Linked DNA regions of Sus scrofa: region 2 is linked to region 1. Evidence: chromatin contacts called from public Hi-C data. All regions are on one chromosome and are shown on one strand. Each heading gives the region's core, a stretch centred on a gene start, on an enhancer-like site or on the middle of the called end of the contact. The rest is flanking DNA. Distances are from core to core; before and after follow the strand shown.

The links. A called contact is a pair of places that touch in the nucleus more often than the background predicts.
Region 2: a Hi-C map of alveolar macrophages shows a contact between it and region 1, with 3 times the contacts expected there. The contact joins the enhancer-like site here to the promoter of ZMIZ1 in region 1. A contact is called at or near these places in 4 of 5 promoter capture datasets (fetal liver, fetal skeletal muscle and liver), 20 of 47 Hi-C or Micro-C datasets (adipocytes, alveolar macrophages, brain and 11 more) and 2 of 2 datasets of contacts at active chromatin or transcription factors (alveolar macrophages and skeletal muscle).

The regions. Positions count from the first base shown.
Region 1 is chr14:81,407,479-81,410,483 of Sscrofa11.1, reverse strand. ZMIZ1 (zinc finger MIZ domain-containing protein 1) reads right to left here and starts at 1,417. Exons shown (of 26, transcript XM_013983374.2): 1 at 1-1,417.
Region 2 is chr14:81,536,383-81,539,387 of Sscrofa11.1, reverse strand. ZMIZ1 (zinc finger MIZ domain-containing protein 1) reads right to left here. Exons shown (of 26, transcript XM_013983374.2): 5 at 2,910-3,005. The coding sequence starts at 2,969. Among named protein-coding and RNA genes, the nearest start is that of TRNAK-UUU, 63 kb to the left of the region's middle. Within about 2 kb of position 1,432, at least 16 of the 83 cell types and tissues checked have an H3K27ac peak or open chromatin away from gene starts, as enhancers often do. A contact at or near this core is called in alveolar macrophages, brain, retroperitoneal adipose tissue and 1 more, where this site is marked.

The DNA of each region.
Region 1 (3,005 bases), core at 168-2,667:
CTGAGAAAGGAATGAGGCTCCTCCTCTCTCCTTCCTTAGGAGGGAAACAGGACATTTTGTCCCCTAAAGAAGCCAGCAATCCTTTTTTGCATAGACAGGACTAGTTATCAAAGCTTCCCCATAAGTGCAGCAATTTCTTATTCACAACTCTTCTTCGTGAGCCATACCCTGAATGCCTCAAAACACCAATCCAAAAACCATTTAAAACTCTTGAAAACTCCCTACCACTCCTTCCCCCACCCCGTCACTGCCACCAACTCAGAAGTCTAAAGTTTTGAGATTTATGTGTGAAAACAGCATTGCATAACCTCATGACTTGGGACAAGGAGATGCTTCTGGCCTTTTGGGAAAAACAAAATCCAACCGAAAACATAAAACTCAGAAGAAAACACCATCTCCCTCCAAACGCATTCCCTTGGCCTCAAAGTCACACGTGCTCTGTGGCAGATTCGGCTTTCAATGTGTCTTTTGTTTGATGCTGGTGCTTCAACATCTTCAACCTGAAGACAGAGGTCAGCACAAGGCTTGGGGCATTCACCAACCGCAGCACGAGGGCCAGGCAGCAGGCAAGTGGGAAGCCAGGAATTCCCCCCTACTCTGGATCCCCTCGAAAAGCAGCAAGGAGAGAGAAAATTAAGGGCTTGCTCCCCTTTTAAACTTCCCGGAGAGCCTAAAAGCAACTTTCAAACTCCCAGGACCATAACACAAATGCCAGCGAAGACCAGTCAGAATTCATCACCCACCAACACCCACCAAGCTGCCCATTCTCCAGCTACAGTGCCTGCCTCTTTATCTCTACCTTCAAGAAACAATAATAAGCAAACCCAGGTACCTCTGGGAACAGCCTCTGGCCTCCTGCCCTGCCCTGTGTAACCAGCCTGTCCTCATACCCACAAGAGAGGAGGAGACAGCACCGGTTATCCCTCTGGTCTACCAGGCTCTGTTGCCCGAGTTGCACCAGGGAGACAAACTGTTGCTCAAGAAAATCCTCCAGAAAACCCTTGGCACCAGGAAGCAGCTCCAGGCAGCTCCTGCCAAGCGCCAAGCCAGGGGCTTTCAGAGGCAGCTTCCCCCTGCCCTCTTAAATCTGTGAGGTTGGGCCCTGCTCTCCCATGCCCTGGGCTGTCCACCCAGGGGGCTCACAAATGGCCATGGCAGAGCTGAGAGGAAGAAAAGGCTGGCCGAGCAGTGCCCTCACTCTGCCAGCCCAGCCGCCAGCTTCTTGGAGGACCTCTGAGAGAACATTTGTTTGGGCTGCCAAGTTAAATCTTCCTCCCTCATGTCAGGGCATTGGAAAATCAGTCAGGGGGGAGGAGACGGGGAAGAGCGGGGGGAAGGAGCAGCGGGAGGGAGGCGGGAGGGAGGCAGGCGGGCAGCCTCTTGGAGACCCAGGTACTCCGGCGCTGCCTGCCCAGGAAGCTTGTGGCTCCCAGGCAGGCGCAGTCGGGACTCCGGACACCAAGCCGGGGCCGGACCGCCAGGCCTCCAGGCTCAGGCGCCGGCTGCCAGGCGCCCTCGGCCCCCGCCCAGGGAGAGGCCCTCGCTCTGTGCCCCACTAGAGGAGCGAGGTGGGAAGAGAAGGCAAGGGAGGAAAAAGTTTGCGGCAGGTAGAGGGCTAGGGCTGGGCGGCCCTGCCACGGGGCTGTCCCCCGGGGAGGGGTGGGGGGCCCGGGCCGGCTGCCCAAGCGCGCACCCGCCCGCCACCCTCCCGCTCGGGTTGTTTACATTCCTGGAGTGTCTTTTAAACCCGGGGCTGAGGCCGGCTCCCAGCCTTCTCCGGCGGCTCCGAGGCAGTCTCCCGTGAAAATCTGCTGGCGCACAATGGCCGGGAAGGCGGCCGCCCCTCGCCCGCGCCCCTGCTGCTCCGGGGCGGGGAGCCTGCCCTCCGCACCGCGCCCTCTCCTCGCCCGGCTGGCTTCCTGGACAGATGTCCCTAGCGAGGGGGCGACGCGCACCCGCTGCCCGCACCCCAGACGCCGAGGCCACGCTCCCCACTGTTTTCTCCCCAGCCCAGACGACAGGAATGCGAAACAAGCTTCCAGAGCCCGCCCACCACCCCAGCTCCAGCCCCGGCACGGCCCCCCAACCTCCGCCCCGGCCGGCCTCCCACTCCCCCGGGGCCGCCGCCGGCGGAGACGGAGAGGAAGAAAGAACACGGGGAAATTACTTTCGTATTTGCAACGCGCGCGCACGCACACACACACACACGCACATCTTCTCCCTGGGCTCCCCTCCTGGCCGGGGCAGCCCCAGCCAGGCTTCGGCCTTGGTGCCCCTTGGGCTTCTGAGACCTACATGAAGCCCCTACACACACCCCTTGGCGTTCCCCTATAGTACGGAGCGCCGCGTCTCGCCCGGCAATTCGCACACAAACAACTTAACCGCGCCCCCACTCCCATTTACAAAAGTGTGTGTTTTCCCTAGAAATTCAGATGCACAACTTAACACCATCATCCCTTGCCGCCCTGAAATCCGGCGCCTTCCCTGGCGGTTCTCCTACACACAGGCATTCAACTTCGCGTCTTCCCAAAGGAGACGAGGGAGACCGAGGTGATCCTACTCCCGTCCTTCCCTCCCTCCCTTCCTTCCTTCCCGAATCCCGGTCCTGCCCGGCCCCCGGGTGTACGGAACCACGGCTGTAGGCGCGCCGGCAGGAGGCGGGCACCAGGTCCGCGCGCGCACAACTGCACTCACGCCCCGTACACCCCAAGAGCCCCGGCCCCCATGCGCAGACTAAGCCGGCTCCGCGCAGCCCGACACTAGCGGGGCGCCTGGGCCTTGGCCCCCGGCCGCCGAAGGGATCGCAGCGAAGCACTGCCGTCGGCCACTCGTCCCGCTCGCCAGGTCCCGGGGGACCCTTAAAGGGAAAAGCACCAGCACCCAGCGCCCCACGCTCGCACCCCGAGAGTCCACAGGGAGCGGGAGGAAGGCCTGGGACCAGCGGGCGCCCGGGTCTGGCCCCAAACTTACCGGGAGCTGCGACCGCCGCTGCCGCCGCTGGAGGA
Region 2 (3,005 bases), core at 183-2,682, 130 kb before region 1:
CATCCAGAATGTATCCAACCATCTACTTATCCATTCACTCATCATTTATTTATCCATCATGTATATCCACCTACCACCCATCCACCTAGCTGTCCAGCTGTATGTCCATCCTTGCACCCGTTCATTTATTCCCTTAGCTATCTTCCTTGAGGCCACCCCTCCCCCACTTCCCCCCAATGTATTTGGGCCCCACCCTGGCCTGGGCTCTGCTGACTTACAGATGAATGTGGCACATCCTCTGCCCCTGAGGAGCTCAGCCTGGTGGGAGACCTGCTGTAGACCCTACAGGGTCTACAGCTTGAGGGACAAAGAGCAGGGTGAGTGACGTGGGTGAGTGACGTAGCTGGGTGCCGAGGAAGCCCTGGGGCTCAGAAATGGGAAGTGCAGACACTCCAAAGGGACCTGGGGTGTGGGGAGGCTGCTGGGCAGGAAGTAGCTGATTTGCACAGCTTTCACGTGGAGTCCCAACGTGCTGTGTCCCTGAGTAGGAGGTGGTGTAGAGAGGGCACTAGTTTTCCCAGCACCTGAGGCTGAGAAAGCAGAAAGGCAGCTGAGCCAGAGGCCTGGAGGGAAGATGGACTGCTGTGTGCTTGGGGGGCTGGTGAGTGACAGCAGTGGCCAGACCCAGGTCGCATGGATAGGGAAGGCTGTGCTATAGAAGTGAGGTGGGGCGGAGGGTTCGAGGCTGTGAGGCAACCCCTATGGGAGCCATAGTCCCACTGGCCAGAGGTAGGCAGAGCCAGCACATGCATCATCCTCAGAGCATGCAGACCTTTCTCTTCTGATTAGGATGCAGGATGTCTGAGAACCAACTGTCTCCGGGCAGCTGCTGAGCAGATAGATATCAGTACTGAGCTGTGTCAGACCAGAAGCTCGGGAGCAGGCGTGGAGGACTCAGGGAGCTCTGGATGGCTGGGGGGCACCTGGACAGCCTGCTCACCCTCCCAGCCACTGCACTTCTAGCCCCAAAGCAGGCTTCTGTGTGTGGGTATGCACATGTATGTGTGGGGCAGGCGGGGGAGTGGAGGTGATCCCTGGCTTTTCAGCAGCTCTGAGACCCACTGGCTGGGTGTGCATCACGATGCCCATTCTACAGATGAGGGGAGGTAAACTGGCAACTTAATCAAGGTCAGGAGGCTAGTGAGTGGCACTAGGGGACCAGGTTCGCTGACTGGTAAACCTGAGCCCTGTGTGCCGTGCTTCAAGAGAGCAGCTGCTGGGTGGGCCTCTGCCTGCACTGGACCCCTGGGGAGGCCCAGGGAGTAAAGGGTGCCCTGATTCCTGGGGATGTAGAACCAGATGCAGGGAGAGAAGTCAGGTTGTGAGCAGGTTTTAGGAGGAGCTGTGTGCCTGGCACTTAGAGGGCTCAGGCACAGGGGCCTGACTGTATTCCTGGGGGTGGAGCCACTGACAGCTGATCCCTCATGGGCGGGAGAAACTGGGTCAAAGGCAGAGCTGGGAGAGAGCCCCGCAGAGCCTGGAGGAGGAGGAGGAGGAGAAGGAGAGAAGGGCAGGGGAGGAGAAGCCCATCGTCTGGTTTCTATTCTGCGACTGTGAACAGAGGCGTAATTGGCGTTTGGGAGAGCTGCTGGGCTGAGTTCAATCTGTAACAAGTCTTCTTCAATTTCCTCTCCTCAGACCCCGCACAGGCTTCTGAGATTGCTCTGCTTGATGCTAATGAGAGGACACGCATCCCTCATTCCCACAGACTAACCTCAGCTCCACTGGGCTCTGGTGTTCGGGGAGGGTGGACTGGGAGGGGGTGGGGCTGTGAGGGTCCTGGGGCCGTGAGCTGCCTGCTAAGCCTGCCTAAGCCAGGGACTCGCCCCAGCACGCCCCACCCTGTCACCGAGACACTGAGGACAACAGCCCCGTCACCAATAGCTGATCACCTGCCACGTGCCAGGCTGGACTACATGTCCCACCCATCAAGTCCTCAGAACATCCTATGAGGTTGGCTTTCTTGGACCCATTTGACAGGGGAAACTGAGGCTCAGACAAAGAGGGCCAGGCCTGAAATCATACTGTGAGTTCAAGGAGGAGTGAGGATTTGGGCCCACTCTGTTTGATGTCAAAGCCCATGCCCCTTCCACCATATCTGCTCCTTCCTGGAGTAAAGTAACACTCGGGAATCTGTGCAGGGACACTGTGACACCGGGCTGTTGGGAGGCTGAGCTCAGAGGGCAGGTGCATCACCCATGGTCACCACTGGGGGCGCCAACCTGCCCAGACTCAAGCAGGGTTCTTAAAGGGGACCTACTGGGCCCACAATGATATTCCCTACCTCGGAACAATCCAGACAGGGTACTGGCAGGAGAATCACCCCTTAAGCTTGGTGTGAGCACAGGCAGGAGAGGGATCTTGCACCCTCTGGAATGAGGCCCTTCTGGCACCAGTGGGGCTGGGCTTGTGATTTCAGGCCACACCTTTCCTGCTTCCATGCCTTCGTTTCCTTTTTTGTAAGATGATGAAATTCCCCAGGACTTTTCCTTTTCTCTTTCTTTACAGAGAATCACTGGTGCAGAGGGTGGGGAGTTTAGGTCTAGGAAGGAGATTAGACATTTCACCACATCCTCAGAACAGCCCAGAGTACATAGCAGAGCCCAGAGGGGGCACAACACTGGCCCAGAGTCACACAGCTGGGAAGGGAAGGGAAAGACAGGGCAGAGTGGACATGTGAATCCAGGTGTGTGACTCGAGTGTGAGGTTGGTCCATGCCAGCCGTGTTCTCACGACGGGGGTGGTCGAAGAGCCTCAGGCAGTCAGCCTTCACCTACCATCACCTTCACCCAGCACCCCGGATGCTCGGCTACTATTCGGGCCAGCACCCCACAGCTCTGCCCGCCTTGCCTGCCCTGCCTTCACCAGGCTGGTGGAAGAGGAGGAGAGAGCCTGGGCCACACACCCACCTGCTTGATGCACTGCAGTCGGTCATTGGTCTGTTGGATGTGCCTGTCCATAGAATTCATTCTGGCCGTTTCGCTGGGTTCTACCCGAGAGCCATG